Linked DNA regions of Pan troglodytes: region 1 is linked to region 2. A link is a contact called in public Hi-C data. All regions are on one chromosome and are shown on one strand. The core of a region is the stretch at or near the end of the contact, and the rest is flanking DNA. Distances in the headings are between cores, read along the strand shown.

What was found. A called contact is a pair of places that touch in the nucleus more often than the background predicts.
Region 1: a contact with region 2 is called in a Hi-C map of blood, with 4 times the contacts expected there. The contact joins the promoter of EIF2D here to the enhancer-like site in region 2. A contact is called at or near these places in 2 of 7 Hi-C or Micro-C datasets (blood and stem cell-derived neural progenitor cells) and 1 of 1 other capture datasets (stem cell-derived neural stem cells).

The regions. Positions count from the first base shown.
Region 1 is chr1:42,472,894-42,478,590 of NHGRI_mPanTro3-v2.0_pri, reverse strand. It overlaps EIF2D (eukaryotic translation initiation factor 2D), which reads right to left and starts at 3,847. Exons shown (of 15, transcript NM_001202487.1): 1 at 3,585-3,847; 2 at 2,484-2,674; 3 at 692-775. The coding sequence starts at 3,640.
Region 2 is chr1:42,420,934-42,426,715 of NHGRI_mPanTro3-v2.0_pri, reverse strand. No RefSeq gene overlaps it. Among named protein-coding and RNA genes, the nearest start is that of MAPKAPK2, 21 kb to the right of the region's middle. Within about 2 kb of position 3,590, at least 7 of the 24 cell types and tissues checked have an H3K27ac peak or open chromatin away from gene starts, as enhancers often do. A contact at or near this core is called in stem cell-derived neural stem cells, where this site is marked.

The sequences.
Region 1 (5,697 bases), core at 2,598-5,097, 52 kb before region 2:
TGGTGGTTTCTAAGCCAGAAGTGGGAACCTTGACTTCCACTCCAGACTCAGCTCCTAACATTCTTCTGGCATAAAAGAGGTACTCTTAGCCAGGTGCGGTGGCTCACGCCTGTAATCCCAGCACTCTGGGAGGCCAAGGCGGGCAGTTCACTTGAGGTCAGAAGTTCGAGACCAGCCTGGCCAACATGGTGAAACCCTGTCTCTACTAAAAATACAAAAATTAGCCAGGCGTGGTGGTGCACACCTGTAATTCCAGTTACTCAGGAGGCTGAGGCAGGAGAATCACTTGAACCTGGGAGGCAGAGGTTGTAGTGAGCCGAGATCATGCCACTGCACTCCAGCCTGAGCAACAGAGTGAGACTCCATCTCAAAAAATAAAAAAAGAAAAAGTTTGAGTAGCCTATAACATGATCTGTCTTGTCCTAGTTTCCTAAATTCAGCTTATTGATTTACAGTATAGCACATGGTGGTTCACAAAATACTTTCACAACACTTATTTAAGCCTTACAACAGGGCCAGAGGGGCCCAGAGATCTTGTGTGGAACCAGCCAAGTGAGAAACATAAAACACATAGGGGAAAAATTCCATTTTTCAACCACAAAAACACAGGAAATGGGTAAGTTTATTACATCAGTTGGCTTTTGCTAAGTAGGTTTCAGCCAATAGCCAGAATATAGGAGAATCCTCTTACCTGCTCCCCCTACCAGTTTCTCGAGCACCAGAGGCCATGTTGTAAAGGTTGGCAGAAGATCAGGATAGGACCACAGCGTGTACACTGTACAAAAAGAGATCCAGAAAACACTACTACCAAAAAGCCAATCTTCTAGAGAAATGGAAAAACCTAACACTATGGTCACTTTAATTAGAATACAGGAAAGAAACTCAACTCAAAGCTAAAGAGAAGGTTGTAAGGGGATGCCCAGAGAGGTTTCATTTTTGAGGAAGGAAAAAACCTAAGAAACTGAGTGTCACTTGAGATTTGGAGGCATCCGGATTGCAGCAGCAGAAAATGGTCACAGTGGACAAAAAAGTAAGGGCAGAGAACCAATGAAGCTTTTATTTACGGCTTCAGAAGCAAGTAGCCTAAGAACAGGAAGCCAGCTGTATAAAATTTGGAAACTTTCCCATGTTTATCATTTTTATCCCCTCTGTTTCCATAGTGATTAGCAGCAAAAACCCCTAGGTCAAAAAGCATTGTGGTTGTCTTCAGGTACAGCAAGGAAGTGAGATCAGGGGCAGGAGTGGCCTAAGGATATTGCATTGCACTATTGCAGACAACCCTGGAGGATGAAAAGCCCCAAGTTACAAAGTAGGTATCAGCAGCTATGGAAAAGAGAAAAGGAGACTGAGTCCCTGAGATTTGTGACAGAGAAGGCAAAGAATCCTAGAGAGCCACTCACAGCCTAAAAAATCCCTGTGAGACCTATGGTTAAAGTACACCATGAAAACAGCTGGATATGTAGCTTATCAATCCAGCTTTATTCCTATCACAGTATATCTTTTCAGTATTTTAGGAAAATCCTGCTACAGATAGTTTTAAGAAACATTTTTTAGGCTGGGCACCCTGCTCATGCCTGTAATCCCAACACTTCGGGAGACTGAGGCAGCAAAATCACTTGAGCTCAAGAGTTCAAGACCAGCCCGAGCAACATAGTGAGACCTTGTCTCTACCAAAAATTTTAAACGTAGCCAGACATGGTGGCATATGCCTGTAGTCCCAGCTACACAGGAGGCTGAGGCGGGAGGATCCCTTAAGCACAGGAGGTTGAGATTACAGTTAGCTACGATCACACCACTGCACTTCAGCCTGGGTGACAGAGTAAGACCTTGTCTCTAAAATATATATATATTTTTGGCCAGGCGCGGTGGCTCACATCTGTAATTCCAGCACTTTGGGAGGCCGAGGCGGGCGGATCACGAGGTCAGGAGATCAAGATCATCCTGGCTAACATGGTGAAATCCCGTCTCTACTAAAAAATGCAAAAAATTAGCAAGGTGTGGTGGCGGGTGCCCGTAGTTCCAGCTACTCGGGAGGCTGAGGCAAGAGAATGGTGTGAACCCAGGAGGCGGAGCTTGCAGTGAGCTGAGATTGCGCCACTGCACTCCAGCCTGGGCGTCTCATGGAGACATGCCCTGAAATTCCATCCTTTTCAAGACCTCTGCTCTATTCCTAGTCAACCCACTGTAAACTTCTCAGCCGCTGTTCCTTCATCTCAGAACTTCCCTTTGCAACCACCCTTACTTACTATGTCAGCCCTTTTTTTAATCCCTCCTATAGTGGTTTTGCATAAGAGAAAACCTTTTGCATCCTAGAATTGAAAGACCCAATTCTAGGAACACCAGGTCCATAAAGATCCTTGGGGATGGTATTGGGAGATTTCGTGCTTGCTTATTTTATGGGAGACAATGGAAGAAACAGAGAGAAGCAGATGTTAGGCAAGAACTACCTAATGGTAATGGCCATCTTCGTCCTGTTGTCATACCTGTTGGATACAGATTTTTCTCCAGTTCAAAGAGGATGGGGTTACCACCACTCACGTACACAGTCACTGCATCCCCTTTGTGAGCATACAACTTCACAATGTTGAGCTCCTCCTTTCCAGGTACTAACTCAGAGACTTGATCAGTTCCAAGGGTGGGGAAAGTAGTTGTCACATCAGCTCGAAGCTTTCTCCTGTGGAAAGCACACCAGCACTGTGAATGCTGCCTGGACAGACTTTTAATAAATATCAAGAACGAACTCAAAAGTGCTCACTATAAAATCACAAGGGCCAAAGAAAGATTGCCTGGTTTATGATGTCCTAGTCTCACACACACTCTTCTGAAACATCCTAAACTCTTTTTCATCCATTGTCATCTATTTTCACTCATTCCTGGGGTATGCCTTCCCATTTTATGGGTGGGAAAACAGGCCCAGTGAACAATCCAAGTTAGCCTGACACAGGAAACAGCCCTGCCTTCCTGACCTCATGCCTAGCCCTTGGGCCCACTCCTTTCTCATACATGCTTCGCAAATATGCCAGTTTATGATTAAATAACTATGCCATGAGACCTATAGACAACTATAAAGCACTGGTTACAAAATTCCAAACACAATCTCCATTTGTGACCCTGTCTGAACAGATACAGTTCTTCTTACCACATGTGCCTTATTCCCTCCCACCTGTTTCCAGCTGTCTCTCCTGCCAGAATTAATCACTAGTCATTTTTTTCTCTTATACTTTTAATTCTTGGTATCCCATCCGATCTCTCCCAAGGGGCATTAAGCTCTTTGGAGGGCAAGAATTCTGTATTCCTTCACTTCTGCATTCTCCACAACACCTTAAATAGTCTGCAGTCAGTAAACGCTGACTTAACTACGTTTTCTTTTAAACTCACTAGACTATCCAAAAGAGAGCCAGGTCCCCCTCCATCCTCACCTCAAAATGTGTCTAACCCACCCTTGCCTCCTGGGGTCCCTTCCCTGGCATACCCCTCGGCCTCCACCCGAGGATGTCGGCCAAGAATAGCGAGGGCTATGGGCCAGCGGGGCCCAAGAGGTGTCTGGTTGTTCCGTGGCAGAGCAGGCCCCTTTCCTCCCTCACCTGTCCGACCCCTTGATGGCCGTGTTGGACTTGACCCGAAAGGCCTTGGCAAACATGTCTGCTGGGGTGGCCTGGGGAAGAGAGCACAGAAGCCAGGGAATGTCAAGAAAGCGAGGGCGCAGCAGCTGCCAGGCCCTCAGCCGTGGGGGCAGCCATGCTGGGGCCCGGCCGCGAAAAGGGCCCGGCTGGAAACCAGGGCCGCGCAGCTCCGTGTCCGTTGCCGCTGGGGAGGCCGCGGCCGCCCCCAGTGGCGGTACCTGGAACTTTTAAAGCAGGGCAGGGAGGGGCAGGGCCCAGGGAACGCCCCTCCCCCGCCCACCGTCACATCCCCTCGCGGGCCTGGCTCTGCGCCTGCGCGAGCAGCTCGGGTTGCCCCTCCGTGGCGACTTGGACACTCCAACAGCTGTTCTGTTTATTTCCTTCCACCCCATCAGCCTTAGGAACTGCTTTGAGTAGAAGCTCTCTGCAAGCTCCCATTCCATTCGGTTCGGTTCAATTCCGCAAAAATAATTGAACTGATATAAACATGAGTTCAGGCTTCGGCCGGGCGCGGTGGGCCAAGCCTGTTATCCCAGACTTTGGGAGGCCGAGGCGGGCGGACCGCTTAAGCCCAGAAGTTCGAGACCAGCCTGGACAACATGGCGAAACCCCATCTCCGTAAAAAATACCAAAAAAAAAAAAAAAAAAAAAAAAAAAAAAAAAAAAAGGAAAAAGAATTGGGAGGCCGAGGTGGGCGGATCACCTGAGGTCGGGAGTTCGAGACCAGCCTGACCAACATGGAGAAACCCTGTCTCTACTAAAAATACAAAATTAGCCGGGCATGGTGGAGCATGCCTGTAATCTCAGCTACTCGGGAGGCTGAGGCAGGAGAATTGCTTGAACCCGGGAGGCAGAGGTTGTGGTGAGCCGAGATTGCACAATTGCACTCCAGCCTGGGCAACAAGAGTGAAAGTCCGTCTCAAAAAAAAAAAAAAAAGAAAAGAAAAAAGAAAAATTCAGCCGGGTGTGGTGGCGCATGCCTGGGGAGGCTGAGGCGGTAGGATCGCTTGAGCCCAGGAGGCAGAGGTTGCCGTGAGCCGAGATCGTGCCACTGCACCCCAGCTTGGACAACAGAGTAAGACTCCGTATCAAAAAATAAAACAAACAAAAAAACCTCGAGGGCTTTTTGAATATTTTTCTTTATTTTATTTTATTTTGTTTACTTGGAGACAGGGTCTTGCTCTGTCACCCAGGCTGGAGTGCAGTGGCGCAATCTCAGCTCAATGCAGCCTCGACCTCCCGGGCTCAAGCGATCTGTCTGCTTCAGCCTCCCGAGTAGCTGGGACTACAGGCGGGCACCACCGCACCAGGCTAATTTTTGTATTTTTTGTAGAGACAGGATCTCACCTTGTTGCCCCGGCTGGTCTCAAACTCCTGAGGTCAAGAGATCTGTCCGCCTCGGCCTCCCAAAGTGGTGGAATTACAGGACAGGTGTGAACCACCAAGTCAGGCCTGAATGTTTTTCTTAAAGACATTCTATGATTAAGGTCTATTCATTGTACTATAAGCTAGAAGCCTCAGCTAGAATTTTCTGTAAGATTTTTCTCATCCCGGATTTTTAGTTTACTTGGGTGGTAATAACAGTAATAGAGAATTCACTGTTGTCCCAGATTTGTCCCAAAGTCACACAGGCAGGGAAGAAAAATTAGGTTTTCCTCAAAGGGACAGCTGTGTTCCCTGGAGACAAGGATTTAAACACCTGGAATCCTGGCTGTTTGTAAATTAAGTCTTGCATATTAAAATTACATTAAGCAATTTAAGTAATAAAAGTAAATTATGTTTTGCATATTAAAACTTCCAAGTGTCCATTCACCAATAAAAAATCCCAATTGATTCAGTGACGCAGTTGCACAAAGGAGAATTCCACACTGGCTTTCCAAACATTAGGCCTTCTACAATGTTTGCCCACCACCTATAGTGGCCTAGGGACCAGCCCCAACTCCTCCTAAACCTGTGACCCACTAGGCCTTTATTCTGAAGTATCCCAGCCACCAGGCCAATGTCAAAGGAGCCCAGAGGAGGACAGTGCCTACAACAGACCCCTGTACCCACCCTTCACCTCCCACTTAGCCAC
Region 2 (5,782 bases), core at 2,341-4,840:
TTTTTTTTTTTTTTTTTGAGATGGAGTTGTGCTCTTGTCACCCAGGCTGGAGTACAATGGTACGATCTTGGCTCACTGTGACCTCTGCCTCCCAGGTTCAAAGATTCTCCTGCCTCAGCCTCCCAAATAGCTGGGATTCAAGCATGCACCACCACGCCTGGCTTATTTTTTGTATTTTTAGTAGAGACGGGGTTTCACCATGTGGGCCAGGCTGGTCTCGAACTCCTGACCCCAAGTGATCTGCCTGCCTTGACCTCCCAAAGTGCTGGGATTACAGGCATGAGCCACCATACCCAGCCAATAGATTTTTTTCAAGAGAGAAATTGTCCCTCCTCTGTAAAAAACCAACTGCAAGTTTACATATCTAATTGGTCTAGAAAAACAATGGACATATAGGGAGGGAAACCAGTATAATTTGTAATTTCAAGGACTATTCTGGAACTCCAGACTCCATGGAGATTAATCCTAACACTGGGGACAAATGCCCGTTTTCTCTGGTTGGGAAATTTAAGAAATCAAGGTGGAACTGGGCCATATGCAGAAGCATCTGCCTTCCTGGAATATAATCAACAAATGTGATTTTGAGCCAGGTTGGGATCAATGCACCAATGTCAAGCAGGCATCTGGGGAGCCCTGACAACATGGAGCTAGATGTGGGGGTCAGAGACATTCCTGAGGGTACTGTATCTAATCCCCCTCAAGGTAGGATAACTGGGTAGTTGAAAGAAGACACCATTTATAAAATGTGGGCAGGGTTTCGGGAAACTACTAAGGGACAGTGAAGTACACCCAGGATAGCCACATGGGGCAGAAGGAAGGGAGTGGTTGCTGGAATCTTAGCGAGCAATAGCCGTGGATGAGGCTGTAGGAGAGAGCTGCCTGCCTGACAGAAGCTGTGGCTTTTGGTAGAGGATGGCAGGCACTGCAACCTCTGGAGAGTGGGGAGAAATCACGGGAATAAATGTGCTGGCCTCATCCTAGTGCCAGCTTATCTTACTCCTGTGCCTCCCATTGGCCAAACTTAATAGGAAGCCACGTCTGGTTGGCATAGTCAAAAAATGCCATCCTTGGCCAGGTGCAGTGGCTCACACCTGCGGTCCCAGCACTTTGGGAGGCCAAGGCGGGAGGATCACTTGAGCCCATGAGTTCAAGACCAGCCTGGGCAACATAGTGAGACCCCCATCACTAAAAAAAAAAAAAAAAAAAAAAAAAAGCCATCCTCGTGGCACACAGAGCACAGTGTAGAAGGGTGGAGAGTGGATCCAGAGGGGCGAAGAGTATATATAGCAAATCTCTATGCTCCTAAGCAGGCAATTTCATCAGCATCAAGAAACTTTATGTTTTTTTTTCTTTACGGCCAGGCGCAGTGGCTCATGCCTGTAATCCCAGCACTTTGGGAGGCCGAGGCGGGTGGATCACAAGGTCAAGAGATCGAGACCATTCTGGCCAACATGGTGAAACCCCGTCTCTACTAAAAATACAAAAATTAGCTGGGCATGGTGGTGTGCACCTGTAGTCCCAGCTACTTTAGACTACAGGCATGCACCACCATGCCCAGCTAATTTTTTTGTTTGTTTTGGTAGATATGGGGTCTTGCTATGTTGCTCATGCTGATTTTGAACTTCTAGCCTCAAGCAATCCTCCCAACTTGGCCTCCCAAAGTGCAGGGATTAGTGAGCCACTGCACCCACCCGGCAGTAAACATTTTTTTGAGCACAAACCATGCACAGCCATTTTGCTGTGTACCAAGGATAAAACGCAGAAATGGATTTTCAGCAACCTGGTAGTCCAGCTGGGAGACAGAAGCAGAAGTGTTCAGGGAAGGCTTCATGGAAGAAGTGGGAATGTGAGATGGGGTGGAGGAGGGGATTGGAGGACAGGTGAGCAGAGCGCTGGGAGTACTTTCCTTCACTGTAGCAGAATGTCATTCAGCAACGTGATCCAACCCAAGGTCAAGTTTCAGATCTTCCATCCCTGAGATTTTACATAATAGGCATGGTTAAAGATCCCCATGTGACTGTAGCCATGTGACTCCACATATTATGTCCACCTCACCTGGGAAGGATCAGTTTACCTAAATGTCATTCCTGCTGGGTTCTCTGAATGACAGCTTTCTTCCAACTCCAAGAGTGATGTCCTAATTAATCAAGCAATCCATCAATAAAAATTCACCGGCCTCATAAGTAGAAGGCACTGGGAACTTGGGCTACACCTCTTCAGAGCACCTCTTCTTCTCAATGAACTCACATTCTAACAGAACAGAGATATGTAGAAATGATTAAAGTGTGTTTGGTAGGAGGTGTAATGGAGGTACGAGTAACGTTCTGGGAAAATGCAGTGGAGAGAGTGACTCATTCCTAGAGGTGTTAAAAAAAGGCTTCAGAGAGGTAATATTTGCACTGCAACTCCATTAATGAGTAGGACTTGCTAGGCAGAGGAGGGAATTCCTGGCAGAGGACTTGAAATGTGTGGAAACAGCAAGAAGGTGAGAAAGGATGGTGAAAAATTAAGGGTGGCCAGAGCCTAGGATGGCAGTAATTGAGTCTAGTGGAAAAGCTGTGGGATGGTTTAAAGGGATATTATAGCTCCAGTTAAGGAGTTCACCAGTTAAGCAGACAAATAAGGAACCAAAGATGTTCTAACGCAAGGGAGGGACACAATGAGCTTCTTTTTGGAAAGGCAATTTTCTAGGAGGAGATGGCACTGTTCAAATGCAAGCAATAGGACCTGAGACAGGGATCTGTTCCTCTGCTCCTCTCGGGGCCCCACCCCACATCCCACCTCCTCACCTCCCCATCCCCATCTTTCTCCAGAGAACAGTTGTTATTTGAAATCTGTTACCATCCTGATTTTGCAACTAAAGAACGAGGCCAAATAAATGAGCTTATTTCCTCTTCTAGGACAATGTGGGTTGAACACCCAGGAGGACATTTCCCCTTCCTCCAGTTTTTACCCCATTCCCAAATTTGACGACCGAGAGAATGAGATGAAACCTTAAGTGGAACAGCCAGTCTGTGGGACTCAGGACCTGCCAATCCTAGAGGAACCAGCCAACCCCAGAGCTTGTCAGTTTCCCCAGGGCTCGTTCCACATTTTGTGACAATTCCCCCAGGTCTAAGCTGAAAAACACCAAAAAATAGGCCAGCTCTTTTCCATTTAATTAGCCATTCCTCCAAGGATGCCAGGTGGAATGAAGTACGAGCAGATGCATGGGGACAAGAGAAGGCGGGAGTAGATGCTAAATGGGGTTCTGTGAGCCCAGGCTCACCTCTACCAAGGCTGCTTCTTAGAATAAGGAGCTCAAGAGGCAGACGAAGGGGCTGCAGCCTTTGGGCTTGCAAGCCAAGGGTTTCAGGCACTGGGCACGGAGGGGAGCCGGCATGGCCAGTGAGGAGGCCAGAAGGGTGGGAGCAGGTGCCGTGGGAGCAGGTGCTGGGGCAGCTGTGCAGGGTCTCTAGGGCAGGAGGAACCGCTGCTTCCTCCGCAAGGGCGAATGCAGGGTCGCCTGGGGCTCACCCGCCCTAGTCCGGCTCCTGTTTCAGGGCTGTGGGCAGCCAACAGACCACACCGGCAGCCTTGTGATAGCAGCCAACTGAGGTGCTGGAGTCTATTTTTGGAGCTCTTAAGAGTAGGGGGAACTGCCAGCTGCCTGGGACCAGATGATCTCTGCAATGCCTTCCTTATCTAAAACAGGGTGACGCGTGCTAAGCAAATGCAGGCAGCACTCGGGCAAGGGAGAGAGAAAAAGACCCCTTAGAGCCCTGAGGGTCTCTCACCCTTAGCAAATACCTCCTTAGCGCCGCAGAAAGACCACCGATGTGGAGCAACTACCCCACCTGGTGGTGAATATCGGGATAAGATTACACAGGGGCAGCTTACTTGGCCCTCACTTGGTCTTGCAATTTCTCCCCCAAGTCTCCGAAAGGTGACTGGGAGCCTGCGGTGTGAGTCCAGGGTGATTCCTTTTCTTTCTAGCTTCCTTCTTTTTCTCCTGTTTGCAGTTATGGTCCCTAGCCAGAGGCTTTCAACTTTATGGATCAACATGGCACAGTGGAGGAAGCATTGGCACTGTGCCCTGAATCTGAGTTTGAATTTCTTTATTTAAGCCTAGCTGTTCCCATATCTGTAATTTGGAGATGATGCTAGAGGCACTGTCTGCCTCCCAAGGAGGCTGTGAGATCCAATGTGAACCACTAATCACAGACCAGGAAAGAGGGATGCTTCCTGGTCCCACGACCCAGTTAGTTCCATTGCTGGCTAGGGTGATCTTCCCTGTCAGAAGCCAGCATCACTGTCACCCATGCCTGGTCATGAGATACCCCACAAGGCTCAGCTCCTCGTGGCTGCTAGGTTCTTTCATTCTGGTCAGGAAGTCACCTTTCCAGCTGCCTAGGCTGATGGCCAGAGGAGGACGGGATGACATAGTGATTACGGCACTCAGGCTGGAAAGACATAGGGAGGAGTCGTGGGCCTATTTGTTGTTGTTGCCACTTAACAGTCTTATTATTGACATTTATTTTTAGGTATCTTACCGGATATTTCTTTTATGCACTGTGACTCTTTGTCTATCAGATGCTGGATTTTGTTGGTGAGACACAAGACAGACAACAAATTCTTGTTCTCCCTAAGGGAGATACTTCGCCCATGCTTGTGACTCTCTTTCCACAGGTCAGTTAGTGGAGCTTTTGCTATAGCTTCTTTTCTTTTCTTTTTGTACTGCTGGCTTAAAAACAAAAATGAAGTGAGTTGTCTGAATGGTCTGAAAGGTCAATTCTTTGGGAGCAATGTTGCACTGTGTGTTTAAAAGTTATTTTCAAGAGTTTTGCTAGGTGTACCTCAATTTTTTTATTGTGGCAAAATACAACACGAAAGTTACTATTTTAATGATTTTTACATGTACAATTCATTGGCATTAAGTACATTAACAATGTTGTGCAACTATCACCATCATCTGTCTCTAGAACTTTTTCATCATCTCCAACAGAAGCTGTACTGGGCTGCCACTATTAAAGAACCATAAAGAAACTATTAGCTTCTTTATGACTTAAGCCACTGCTAATTATCTTTTCAACTGCACGCATTCTCTCCTTCTGGTCTCCCTAGACTGGGCACAAGAGTAGTGGCTACTGTGTTCTGGCTCCTTCTCCAGGAGAATTAATCAGATAATACAGCAGAGAAGGGGGCTGGGGCTTCCTCGGTTTCCTATAGTTGCTGAATTCTTTGGCAAGAGGGGTGCCTCCAGGGGTCCTGAATGTCTCTCCCCAAATCAGAACCAGAGCTGACCCATAGCTTAGCTCTGGGCCTGATGTATAATGGGCACTTAATAAAGATTTGTTTGATAAATGAATCTGGACAGATAGATTTGCCATCCCTGGAAAAAGAAACTTTATGGCTGCTCATAGTCACAATGAATTGACAAGGACATGCACTTTGGGGTCAGAAAGATCTGGGTTCACATGCTGGCCCTATTCCTTACTAACTATGTGGCTCATTTGTTGTTGTTGAGCCACAAAATAGGAATAACAATTCTTACCTTATGGTGTGCAGTTTGAATGAGGCACTGTACATGAGGTACTTTACCTTAGAGTAGTAGAAGCTCCATGATGTTAGTTCTGTCTCCCTTCCATCTACTAGAAAATCTCACAGACGCATCTCCAGAAATGACTTTCTCTTCTCAATGCCAGTTCCTTTTCCTATTGCCTCACTTATTGTCAGTTCCTAAGAGTGAGAATCCTCCCTATTTTCTGAACTCTAACCTTAGCCCTTTCAAGTTAGGATTCTA